Linked DNA regions of Mus musculus: all the other regions are linked to region 1. Evidence: chromatin contacts called from public Hi-C and targeted proximity ligation data. All regions are on one chromosome and are shown on one strand. The core of a region is the stretch at or near the end of the contact, and the rest is flanking DNA. Distances in the headings are between cores, read along the strand shown.

Region 1 (4,302 bases), core at 1,321-3,820:
GGCAACCCGAGTTCGATTCCTGGAACACACATGGTAGAAAGAGAGAACAGAAACATGGACACTAACGTGACTTATACATGCCCCTTGTTTCAAAAAAAAAAGAAAAGAAAAGAAAAAAAAGTGAATCGGTCTGGAGGGCATTGCCTGAGGACCAGTTTGTTTCTGCAGCTTAAAAGTAGACTCCATATTCCACCTTTCATGCTGAGGCTGGCACTACCCTCAATGATCATCTCGTCAAGTTCATTTCCTGGTGTGACAATGAATATGGGGACAGAACCAAGGTGGTGGCACTTAGGGTCCACATGGCTTCCAAAGAGTAAGGGCCTCTGGGCCACCAGGTCAAGCGGGATCAGGAGAGGAAGAGAGGGATTTCTTTGTTGGGGGTGTCCTTGCCCCTACTCAGCACCCCAACACACAGAACATCCCCTCCTTATAGTACTGCACCATAGGTCAGCAACAATGTTCAGGTCCCTCCAAAAGGGACACCTGCCACCTTTTTGACTTGAGCCATCCTTTTCTGTCCCTGGATTTTAAATATTTATTTATTTATTTATTTATTTTGGTTTTTCAAGACAGGGTTTCTCTGTGTAGCCCCCTTTGCAGTCCTGGAACTCTCTCTGTAGACCAGGCTGGCTTCAAATTCACAGAGATCAGTCTGTCTCTGCCTCCAGAGTACTGCCATTAAAGGCCTGTGCCACCACTGTCCTGCTACAACATTCTTTGATCGGGCTGCCCATGTCTCTTGACCCCTTCAGCCCACCCTTATTTAACCTCCTTTGCTTGTACAATTCTGAGCCACCTCCAATAGAATGACATCTAAACTAGCAGGGCTTAGTGGTAAATTCTGTAATCACAGCAGTTGAGAGGTGGCGGCAGGAGGATCCGGAGCTGAAGGCCAGTCTCAGCTACATACAGTTCAAAGTCGGCCTAGGCTACGTGAGACCTTATGTCAGGGAGGGAAGAGCTGGCGAAATAGCTTGGCAGTTCTAGAGGGCTTGCTGCTCCTCTAGAGGTGCTGGGTTCAGTTCGCAGCCTTCACATCAGGCAGCTCTTTGATTGCCTGTAACTCCAGCTTGTGAGGGTCTGAAACCCTCTTCTGCCCTCTTGTGCTTACTTGCATGCATGTGCACACATAAATAAAACAACAAAAATCTGAACCCCTGAATCTGCCTAACCCTGCCACTCTCCCCTCTTTTCTCCCCGGAGTAAGCAACACCCGCTACACCTCATGTCCTCTACCTGCCTAGGCTTTCTTCAGGCACCACCCTACCTCTCCCCCGCCCCCGGCCACGCGCATCTCCCCACCCTTGCCAAAGTTCCTGCCTTTACTGACACCTGCATTAGATGAGGCTTCAGTCGGGGAAAGTGTGTGGACCAACCCTTCCTCTCCATTAACCATGAAGGCAGAGGCGTCTTCATCAGCTCATGCCCAGCTGAGCATAACGCCCAGGTGCGAAAGTTAGACGCAGTCAGCTCTTAACTTTTGGAGTGTCGAGGTGCCTAGAATCCCAAGAAAAGCACCATCTATTCAATGAATGCTTGTCCATCTTATGTAGCTTGATCGGCCATGCTGTGACCTCTATAACTGTGAAGAGCCTTGGGACCGCTCCAATCCCTCTGCATCCTTGATGCTCCAAACTCTTGTAGTGCGCCCAGGGGGATCTGCAGGTCCTGTGTGAGCCTGCCCTGGTGTTCCGGGCCTCTGCTGCCCTCTCCCGGGTCAGGTAACCCCCACAAGGGAGCTGATCCCAGGTGCGCAGACCAATTACTTGAAAGAGAAGGCCAGAATGCTACACAAAGATTGGCTAAGGCCATTGTCCCTCTTTTTTTTCTGCACGGTTGGGGAAATCGAGGCACGGATTTACCTAAGGCCATGCAGGGTGTGCGCAAAGACCGCTAGGGCGGAGTGCTAGCTCTGCAGGCCTGCGCCCTAAGGTGAGGGGGTGGGGAGCTGGCTCAGCCCTACAGCGGGTCTGCGGCAGGGACCGGCCGGGGTGGGGCTACCGTTTGTCTAGCGTCCGGCAGAAGTCAGCTCTCATCCAGCCAGGGGCAGCTCCAGCAAGCAGTTGCAGCCACCAGAGGTAATCCCTGCTTCGCCGAGCGCCGGCTGGGCTGGAAGACAGCTGCAACCCAGAGGCACGCGGGGGCGCAGGAGGCGGGTGGAGGACTGTGTTGGCGGCGTCACTGAGCCGGATCGTCCCCAGTACCTTCCCGGAGGGCGACATAGGGTGGGGCCGGCGGCTCTGCAACTCGAGCTGCGGCCCTAGTTAAAAATACCCCTTGCCCTACCCTCTCTCTGGCCGGCGGTGCCCTTCTGTCCCAGTCCAACCCTTCTCACCCGGACCGGCGACCGGCTCCTCCCGGGAGACAACTCTGCCATTTACCAATTTGTCCTCTCGCAGAGCTGGCTTAGAGTCTGCAGAGGAAGGGGGCGGGGGGAGGGGACTGAAAGACACCCTAAGTAAGAGATAGTAAAAAAGTGTTGCGGGGGAGATAAGGGAGAGCCTAGAGGGAGCGGGGTAAGAGCCTCGGGCGTAGGTGGAGGACCAGGGAGGGAGGGACCAGGGCCGAGGGGCGGTGGAGGAGGGCGGGGAGGAGGGCAGGGAGGAGGGCAGGGAGGAGCGCTCTTCCTGGTTGGGCCCTGCCCTGAGCTGCCACCAAGGAAGCCAGCCCCAGGGACCGCAGCAATCTCCCAAACTCCCCTTCCCCAGGTAAGAAGTTGGGTGTCCAGACTACGACTGTTTGACCCAGGCCACTGCTTCTGGGGTTAGGGGGCTGTCGCTGATCAGCCCCTGCTTCAGGTCTTCTGTGTGTTTGCCTGAGGGTTAAGGGTCCGGAAGCAGCTCAACCCAGGCGCTCAGCTCAACCTGTCCGCTGTAGCTGGGCCAGTGTCCAGTGCTCTGATGTTCAGCTTGTGGAAAGGCATCAGTGCGTGGAGTTTTCAGTTCCTAAGCCGAGGAAAGGGGCAAATGAACTAGATGCTTGGCAGCTTTGTGGAGGGGAAGTTACAGGCAGGCAAATGGTGTCAGGGATCGTACCTGGAGTACCTCTGCTCTGCTGCTGTGGCTGGCCTCCACCCTATCCTACCTGCCTGGATGGCTGATACCAAACTGTCACCTCTGGGCGGTAAGAATAGGGAAAAGAGAGGTGGTGACCAGGATACCTAGAAACTGGACACCCCTTTCCAGATTCTGAGAGCCTAACAACAAGGTGGCTGAGAGTCCCAGGCACTGTAAAGGGAGCAGTGACCCATGTTTGGGGAGGAATGAGTCCAGGAGAATGTCGGCAGGCAGTTGTGTTTTATCCCTGGGAAGGCCTGCATCTCTACCAGGCCCATGTGTTCCCCAGGATGACAGAGGAGTTAATCACCCCTGTGTACTGCACCGGGGTGTCAGCCCAAGTACAGAAGAAGCGGGACAAGGAGCTGGGCTTGGGCCGCCATGAAAACGCCATCAAGTACCTGGGCCAGGATTATGAAACGCTTCGGGCAAGATGCCTGCAGAGTGGGGTCCTCTTCCAAGACGAGGCCTTCCCTCCGGTTTCTCATAGCCTGGGCTTCAAGGAACTGGGTCCTCATTCCTCTAAAACCTATGGCATCAAATGGAAGCGGCCTACGGTAAGAGGGCCACTCTGGGTGGAACTTGGTTCTGATGGTGGTGGGCAATGGGACTGGGCCCCCCCATTATTCGTGGTGTCTGGGTACCAGTTTCTAGGAGGGACTGGCCCAGGAACATGACCGTGGGTCTTGTAGGAACTGATGTCAAACCCCCAGTTCATCGTGGATGGAGCCACCCGGACAGACATCTGCCAGGGAGCACTGGGTAGGCCCCCAGGGGTGGGGTTCTGGGCGTTTGCCCCATTGTAGTTCTCCGTTCCCGTTCCATTGGGCACTGCCCCAACTCCTCCCTCCTGCAGGTCCAGACAGGTTTTGACTATCAGCATAGGTGCTGGTTCGCCCAGATTCCTGGGTCTTTTCTGTAAGCGGAGGGGAGATGAAGGGTACCCCACCCAGGGAATCCCTGGTGGCCCCCGGCATCCCACATACACAGCACCTCCCTCCCCTGGGCAGATCCGGAAAGCAAGCCTGATGAGGGTCTTTCCTATTCCAGGGGACTGTTGGCTCCTGGCTGCCATTGCCTCCCTCACCCTCAACGAGACTATTCTGCACCGAGTGGTTCCCTACGGCCAGAGCTTTCAGGATGGCTACGCTGGCATCTTTCATTTCCAGGTGAAGGTCCCTGCACCCTCCCTGGGCCAGAGGAATAGCTGACTTTAGGGAGATGGGAAAGGATGGCCCACAGC
Region 2 (4,302 bases), core at 1,013-3,512, 980 kb before region 1:
AGAGACTAGGTGATGGTGACACTGACCGCTGATGACACCAGGGTCCCCAGGCAATCCTGAGGCCAAGTGGATGTGTGTCCTTCCTTGGCGTGACAAGCCCTTTAGTAGAATAGATGGCCAGTGCTTCCAGAATGTACCATGGACTAGTGTCAAGGGCAGGGCTTGTGGTGTCTCCAGGGGCGTCAGTTCCAACTCAGGGACCTGCAGGTAAGTGTGGGAACGGGCAGCAGTGAGACCCCTTTCATGAACTGGAGCCCCACCTGACTCCTCACCCACCCCTTGGCACCCACTTGTAGGGAGTGGCCCTGATTGGCCCTGATGAGGAGCCCAGTGCTCGGCTCGCCTGGCTGCAGGGTAAACCGCTGCTTTTCGTTGGTATTGACCACGAGCTGCACATCTTCAATGGAAAAGCTGTGGAACTGGGGCAGCTGCAGGAGGGCTTGCAGGGGCACAAAGCCATCTGCAGGTAGCCAGGTGGGGATACGCTCAGGAGGCGGAGCTATAGTTACCAGGGAGCCCAGGCAGCTGGAACAGGGCTAGGCCTGGGAGATCACAGGTGCTTCCTTTCTGTGACTTTCAGGAAGGCTTTCCTTTTGGGGTCTCAAGATGTTGTTTCTCTCCCCCACCACTAGACAGGGTTTCTCTGTGTAGTCCTGGCTGTCCTGGAACTCAATCTGTAGACCAGGCTGCCCTGGAACTCAGAGATTGGTCTGCCTCATGACTGCTGGGATTAAAGGTGTGAGCCACCCCCACCCCCAGCCCTTGTTTTGTTTTTTCCTGTGCTGGGGATGGAAGCCAGGGCTTTGCAGCAGGCAGGAGAGAGCTCTGCTAAGGAGATGCATTTCTGCCCCAGGCCTCACTTTATTTAACATGGGAAGGTGCCCGCTTCATGGTGGGCATATTGGTAGACGCCTATAAGCTTAGCACTTGAGAAGGGCAGGCAAAAGAATCAAGAGTTCAAGATGAGGCTAGCTTAGGCTACATGACATTTTGTCCCCAAAATGAAAAATGAGGCTTTCTAGATGGTGCCACAATTAAAAAAAGCACTGGCTGTTCTTCCTAAGGACCTGGGGCCGGGTCCCAGCACTCACACGGCAGCTCCCAACCACCTGTAATTCCTGTCCCACTGGAATGCAATGCTCTCTTCTGGCCTCTGCGAGAGCCAAGTATGCACGTGGGGCAGGCAAAACACTCATGCACATAAAAAACCAAAACCAAAACCAAGACAAACAAACAAACAAAACACTACAAAAAGAAACCAGAACAGTGTGTCTGCTCCAGGGAGAGTAACATAGCAAGCACTAAGTATCCGCCCACAGCGGCCATTCAATAAACATCAGTTGTTCAGTATGCTCCTCTGTCCATCCTTGGGAAGTGTTGATTGGGCCAGTTGGTCGAAAGAGACATCATGAAGTCCAGCCTAGACAGGGGCTCCTCTTCCAGAGGATATGAAAGAGGTTCTGGGCCTTGTACATTTTTTCCCCTGTACATTTGGAGGGTGTGTCTATTCTGCATTCCTCTTGGGGCAATGTTAAGAATTAAAGTCGAGGAGACAGAGGTTCCAGTTGCTCTCTGGGCTCCCACCATTCCTCCCAGTTCCAGCATGGTTACTTACCAGCTCGCATGGGAAGTCCCAGCTTCAAGGCCCCGTGGCGAAGGGCATAGGACAGAGCCTTAGACAGCTGCACATTTCGGTCCTGAAAGAGTCCAGTGATGATCTGAGTTTCAGTAGCCAGCCCTGGATGTCCTACTGCTAAGGCAGGCTAGAACAGCGCCCATGGTGCTGCAGTCTACCCCACCAAGAAGCTAAGGCTCAGAGGGTCTCTCCCATGTCCTAGCGTTGTGGGTAAGGCTGGAAAGGTGCGCACCTGTTCCCGGGGTCTATGAGTCCTTCTACCTTCCTTCCTCCTTCCTCCAGGGGCGTTCATGATCAAGACCTGTAGGGAGCAGGGAGTGTGGGTTCTCTGCCCAGAAAGTTACAAAAGCTCAGGATAAGAACCGCACTGCTCATCCCACCCTAGTTCAGCAAGGGAACTTGAGGCCCAGCGGGCGAGACTTGCTCAAGGTCACACTGGCAGCCTCGAGGCCCGAGGGATCCGGACCAGACCCCGGGCCCTGAAATCAGATCACAGCACGGCTGCCCCGGGCACCGGGCTGGCGTATGCGTTGACAAGTAGGTCGGCGGGTCTGCATAGATCTGAAGGGCTCCACTGCGGAGGGCGGGATCCGGACCTGAACACGGACTGGCTAATGGGAAGCCAGGAAAGAAAGGGGCGGGTACTTCCGCTTGGGGAAAGGGGTGGACTTTGGGGGCCGGGCCAGCCGCTAAATTCCGAGATCAAGCTTCCAGATCCTGGGAGTAGATCAAGCGTGTCCAGGTTGGAGGTAGGACTCCTGGAGTTGGGGGGGGGGGGGGCGGGGGCCTTGAGAGTTTTGGGGACCTAGTGCTGCTGGGTGGTAGGGTTGCCAGAGGCTTTAGGGGTTTGGGACAGCAGGATTCCAGGGCGCCTGCTGAGCTCAGTACTCTTGCTGGAATGATGCTCGCAATAAGTAGTCAGGGATCTGCAAAAGGACTGGGGAGCACTCAGGAGTTCTGTGGAAGAGAGGGTCAGCTCGTTTCCTAGAGTGACAGGATGGCCATCTGTGTCCTCTGCCAGAGCTGCCCTGTCAGACTATGGACCCCGAGGTGTCCCTGCTGCTGCTGTGCCCTCTTGGGGGACTTTCCCAGGAGCAGGTAGCAGTGGAGCTGAGCCCGGCTCATGACCGTCGTCCATTGCCTGGAGGAGACAAGGCCATCACTGCCATCTGGGAGACTCGGCAACAGGCCCAACCTTGGATCTTTGATGCTCCCAAGTTCCGCCTTCACTCAGCCACACTGGTGTCCAGCTCGCCTGAGCCACAGCTGCTCCTGCACTTGGGTCTAACTTCCTACCGGGACTTCCTGGGCACCAACTGGTCCAGCTCAGCCTCCTGGCTGCGACAGCAGGGCGCTGCAGATTGGGGTGACAAGCAAGCCTATCTGGCAGACCCACTGGGGGTGGGTGCCGCACTGGTCACAGCTGACGACTTCCTTGTCTTCCTGCGCCGCTCTCAGCAGGTAGCGGAAGCTCCCGGACTGGTGGATGTACCCGGTGGGCACCCTGAACCTCAGGTAAGATGACTGGCTAGGTCCAAAGGCTCAAAATCCAAGCACTCCTGGTCCTGGTTTCCTCTTCTCATAAAGGGAAAACCGGCTTGGTATTTCTGAGCCTGCAGGCGCATGCTCTGCTGTCCAGGAGAATGTGGGGCCCAGCTGAGCACAACCCATGACTCTCCACCACTACTGGGAGGAAACAAGGTGCTCACTGCCATCTGGGAGCCCCAGCCATAAATCTAAGCTGGAACACACCTATGGAAGCTAGGGAACATGGGAGGAGAGACTGAAGGGAGGATGCCTCTTCTTATCCGATCCATGTAATCCTTCCTAGCTGGGCTTCCGATTGCTCTCCTTGGAATAGGTGGGCCTGGGTTAGGGATTGCCAGGACTCTCACACTGAGTCTGCTCCAGGCCTCCATGCCCAGCAAGAGAAAAGCGGCGGTGTGGGAAGTGGCATAGATGAAATCTGAGCCTCAACTTTTCACAGGCCCTGTGCTCTGGTGGCATCCCCCGGCACAAGGACCTCCCCGGGTTGCTGGTGGTACGAGAACTCTTCTCCAGTGTCCTACAGGAGATCTGTGATGAGGTGAGCCACCAGGACCCCAGACAGCATAGAGGGTATGGGTAAGAGGGTAGAATTGGCTAGAAATCCACAGTGCTGGGCCAGAGTGGGTCTGCATGACCCTCTCTGGCGTTGAGGAAGAGTGTGGAGTTGAAGCTGGGCCGGTGATTAAAGCTGGGCCTGTGATTCTTTGATGCTCGGTTCTCCCCACCCCCCACCCCCACCCCCACCCCCAGTGGAAACAATGAAAACTGTCTGTGTTTGCCAAAAAGTAATGAGAGTGTGTTACTGAGTCAGCCTCACTTGGGTACAAGGACTTCCCTGGATATCTGTTCCATTTCTCATCTGTAAAATGAACATGCCCAGAACCTGTATTCTGTATTATGGGGCACTTGACCGACAAGACAAACATTCGAGGGTCACAGCCATTGAGGATTGGGGATACACTCCCTTTGTTAGACTGTTTGCCGAGCACAGCGGTTCTCAGTCTTCCTAATGCTGTGACCCTTTAATACAGTCCCTCGTGTGGCGGTGACCCCGACTGTGATTTTCATTGCTACTTCATAACTGTCATTTTGCTACTGTTACACATCATAATGTAAAT
Region 3 (4,302 bases), core at 646-3,145, 570 kb after region 1:
GAGCTTGGGAGTCCAGCATCAGCTTGGAGCTTGGCCATTGATGGGCTTTGAGACTGGGGCATGTTATTTAGTCTCAGTTTCCCTGTTATTAACATCATTCAACGTTCCATTGCTGTTGAGAAGCCAGCTCTCATAGCTCAGAAATCAGAGTTTTAATCGGCTTTTGTTTTTGTTTTTTATTTTTTAAGTTTTGAGACAGGATCTCTATTATGTAGCTCTAGCTGACCTGGAAGTCACTTTGTAGACCAAATTGGCTTCAAACTCCCAGAGATCTGCCTGCCTCTGCCTCCTGAATGCTGGGATTAAATGCATGCCTAGCTGTCGACTTAAAAACTTGAAAGTTCAAAATTGATGGGGTTTTTTAAGTCCATGAAATAAAGTGAAGAGAGTAAAAGCCTCCTATAAGGGGTCTGGCATCCTTTCCTTCCTTTTCTTGCAGAAATCTGAGGCATGTGTTGGGATTGAGTGTCGGTGGGGGTGGGGGCTCAGCGTTCTGGGAGAGAAAACTGGGTTCAAGCTCTGTGAGCTAAGGATGTGGGGCCCCTCCAGTCCAGGAAGCACCTCACATGCTTAGGCAAGTCTGGACAGCTATGTCCCCAGCCCAATACTGGGGGACCCAGCATCTCAGTGACCCCCGTTCTGGGCTAGAAGCACTGCCAGGGGCATCTCTCGCTCCCAGGTCGTCGGTCCTTAGGGGCCGTTTGGGGCCAGGAAGGGAGGGGCACCCAGGGTGACTCAGCCTCAGTGACTCGGCCCGCTGTGACTCGGCGAAACGGACGCAGCTCCTTCCCTCCCCTGGCGACACGTGCTCGCGGCCCCTCGACAGGAAATGGACACCTGCAACCTCTCAAGTGCCCCTATCCAGCAGTGAGAGACGTCGGGTGCCGAGAATGTGGAGCGCGAGTGTGGCCGGGCAGGTGACCCCGCGCACATCCCAACACTTCGTGGTCTCCAGGAACCCCTCGGAACCACTGCCTGGGGCCCATGGGCTCTATACTGCGCACAAAGAGATGAGGACTTGACCGGATAAAGGGACACGGACAACCAGAGCAACACACGGACAGCCTCGGACAGGCTGCTAAGAATTCTCTGTCCCGGCTGAGTTCTGATGGACCCCGTCTCTATGTGCCCAGACCCCAGGTCCCAGTTATTAACTGGAGATGGAGAACACCTCTGATCCTGTCCAGGCAGGGATGGGGCAGGTATTTAGAGGGACAGCGTATTAGGGGCAGATAGGAGGAAATGTAAGACCGTAACGGAGACGGAGGGGCAGAAAGACAGTCAGCTAGGGAGATACGGGCGAGCGAGAAGGGGAATTCGCAGATATTCGCGCTTCCCGCTGCGCTCGTCCCCTTGGCCACCGGGTACATAGGTTCCCCGACCACACAGAACGTGCAGGATCCTCGGTCGCGACCACCAGAGTCAGATGCTGCTCGGGGCCCCAGTCCAAATCCCGGAGCAAACTAGACTAATCCCAGCATCCCTGATGCTGTCCAAACTCAGGTCCCCCCCCCCCCGACGATTCGGCCAGTCTCACCTGCTGCTGGGCGGTCTGTGCCTGAGCTTGCGGGGGCTGCGCGGGGCGACCGTACGGGCTGCCAGCCCCGGAGCTCGGTCCCGGTTCCCCGTAGTCTCGGTACATGCCCTGGGCTGGATGTTCGGTAGGGTCCGCGTTGGCGGCTGCGGTTCTGACTCACTCGCGCCTCTCGGAGTCTGGTCTTTTTTATGAATGAAAAGTTCTTGGGCTGAACCACTTGCACCACGGGGGGTGGGGGCGTGTCTCAGCGGCGCCTTTCACCTCGCAGGGGACCCACCTCTCCAGATGAACCTCTGTGGACCGGTCCGCTCGGAACTTCACGACCCTCTGCTCGGGTGGCAAGCCGCCTCTACAGACAGAAAGCGACCGACTTGGCGTCCCCTAGCATCCGCGGCGGCCACGCCCCCCTCTGACGCAGCTGCCCATACATGGTGCAATTTCCTTGCCGCGCCCAGGTGCACCGAGGATTCCCCCTGACGCACCTTGCCGAAGTTGGGGCTTGCAACTGCGCCCCGCCCCGTTCAGACTAGCCAAGGTTCCCAACACAGGGCGAAACAAAATCCTGTGGCCGCCTGGCCTCGCGCCAAGACTTAGAAAGAAGAACGGGGAGAGTGTCTGAAAGCTGGGAAGTGAATTATAAATATGGGTTATTATTATCATCATCATTATTTACCTGGAGAGAATCATTCCAACTGTCACCCAAGTCTGCAGTCCTGACTTAAGACCGCTCCTCTCAAGTGGGGTGAGAAGTTTCTTTAGTTGAGTTTGCTTTGCTTGTGGTTTGTGGAGGGAGGTTGGTTGAGACAGGGTCTCAGGTATCTAGTTGAGGCTGCCCTTGAACTCCTGATCCTTCCGTCACCTCTCAAGTGTTGGACTGTGCCACCATCACACCTGGCTTTTGTAGATAGGGTCTCTTGTTGTGCAGGTTGGCCTTGAACTCCTTATGTAGCTTAGAATAACCTGCTTTCACTTCTCAAGTGGAGGGCAGACATTACAAATGTGCCCCTCCACACCCAGTTTCAACTGTTGTCAAGGTTTTTGATAGACTGAAAGGTTATTGACAAACCAGGGTTATGAAATGTTGTTATATTTGAATACTACGTGAAGTGGCATTTAGTGTACCCACAGATAGAAGGCGCTACATGTTTGAGACCGTCTCTGGAGCTATCACAAGCTTTAATCCAGGCCTCTACAGGCAGAGAGCGCCTACAGAAGGACATAGGTGTCCTGAGACACAGTCAGTAAGGCTTCTTGACTGAAGGTCTGACTGGAGGCACTCCTCCAGTACTATGTGTGTCACCAGCCCACTTTGGAAGTATGTGAAAGGCCTTGATACGGGTGAGGTCCTGACCAGGTGTGCTGAGGAGGTAAATGCCATCATAACCCCCACTTCTCAGATGGGAAAAACTGAGGCTGACAGGTATTGAAATGAGTTGCTCAAGGCCACTGAGTAAGTGGCTGAGTCTGGTGACCAAGTCAGGCCATGAGCTTCAAGCCTTTACATTGTACGTACACGAAGAATGGCAGACTGGGAGAGCATGGGTCCCAAAACTCTTTCTCTGATTTCTTCCATCTCAATGGAGACTGAAGAAACTTGTCCTCAGGGAAGCAGAGGCCTGGGCTGTCTTCATTGGGAACAAAGGCTGGGGTTCTGCTGTTTGGACTCAGGCCTGGAGGCCAGTATATCTCATCATAGAACTATACTTTGTGTCCATGTGACCCGGGGAGGTCTCCTTCCTGAGTCTGGGGTGGGCCTCACTGTTGACCTCACAGGGCTACTATGGGACCAAAGGAGACCACGGATGTGACAGAGCTTTGCTGTTGAAGCATCCTCAAAAGATCACCAGCCTAGAGCCCCTCTAGGGCTCTAGGGCTCTTTCCTTAAGCTAGGAAAGAGAAATGCAGGCATGTGTGTTGGGGATTAGGGGAGGAGGGGAGAAGAGTCTTGGTAGTGAATCCATAGAAAGAATACGCCTACATGCACGGTACACTCAGAATGCTCTGGGTTCTGGGTTTGAATTCTGGTTGGGCTGACCATCCACTGTGAATCCAGGATGATTCACCCAACTGTGACCTCCTGTTTCCGCATTTGTGAACTGGGGGCACAGTGACAACTGCATCTGAAAATTGCTAGAGAGATACACACAATAATGTCACAGAGACAGGCCTGACGGTGAGCTCTGTGACCCCAGAGTGCTGAAAATAAAGGCAGGAGGACCGAAGATGGTCAAGCTCAGCATCTGCTACAAGATGAGCTCAGTCAAGGCCAGCCTGGGCTACATGACACTGTCTCAAGAAAACAAATCAAGGCTGCAGAGATGGCTCAGCAGGTCAAAGTGCTTGCTACAACAGGCCTGACTACCTGAGTTTGGTCCCTGGAGCATATGATGTCAGAAGAGAACTGATTCCTAGTGATTGTCCCATGATTTTCTTATGAGTGTTATACGTGCACTCTTGCACTCCAGCACGAGAGCATGAACACATGTGCACATGTGCACACACACACACACACATGCTCATGCATGCACACACACACACACACACACATGCTCACACACACACACACACACACACACATGCTCACACACACACACATGCTCACACATGCTCACACATGCTCACACACACACACACACACACACACAGAAGCTGGGGGACCTGATTGGTATTTGAACCCTTTGGCTGACCAGTGTTAGACTAGACAGATGGTGGTGGCACATGGAAGAATTTGAGTCCACCCTGACAACATCCATCCTCCTGTGGCA

The links. Hi-C and Micro-C count contacts between places; a contact is called where the count stands out from the background.
Region 2: a targeted proximity ligation map of bone marrow-derived macrophages shows a contact between it and region 1, with 4 times the contacts expected there. A contact is called at or near these places in 2 of 130 datasets of targeted methods (bone marrow-derived macrophages and pancreatic cancer cells).
Region 3: a Hi-C map of CD4 T cells shows a contact between it and region 1, with 2.8 times the contacts expected there. A contact is called at or near these places in 1 of 484 Hi-C or Micro-C datasets (CD4 T cells), 2 of 130 datasets of targeted methods (bone marrow-derived macrophages and pancreatic cancer cells) and 2 of 9 other capture datasets (adipose tissue and liver).

What each region holds. Positions count from the first base shown.
Region 1 is chr19:6,013,515-6,017,816 of GRCm38.p6, reverse strand. Capn1 (calpain 1) reads left to right here and starts at 2,570. Exons shown (of 22, transcript NM_007600.3): 1 at 2,570-2,711; 2 at 3,349-3,616; 3 at 3,752-3,821; 4 at 4,110-4,228. The coding sequence starts at 3,350. Gm10814 (predicted gene 10814) reads right to left here. Exons shown (of 5, transcript NR_045783.1): 2 at 3,461-3,588; 3 at 2,005-2,948; 4 at 1,334-1,500; 5 at 1-19.
Region 2 is chr19:6,994,091-6,998,392 of GRCm38.p6, reverse strand. It overlaps Trpt1 (tRNA phosphotransferase 1), which reads right to left and starts at 2,262. Exons shown (of 7, transcript NM_153597.2): 1 at 1,869-2,262; 2 at 1,616-1,697; 3 at 291-460; 4 at 27-201. The coding sequence starts at 1,928. Nudt22 (nudix (nucleoside diphosphate linked moiety X)-type motif 22) reads left to right here and starts at 2,356. Exons shown (of 6, transcript NM_026675.2): 1 at 2,356-2,385; 2 at 2,658-3,151; 3 at 3,624-3,722. The coding sequence starts at 2,675.
Region 3 is chr19:5,445,291-5,449,592 of GRCm38.p6, reverse strand. It overlaps Fosl1 (fos-like antigen 1), which reads right to left and starts at 1,895. Exons shown (of 4, transcript NM_010235.2): 1 at 1,538-1,895. The coding sequence starts at 1,642.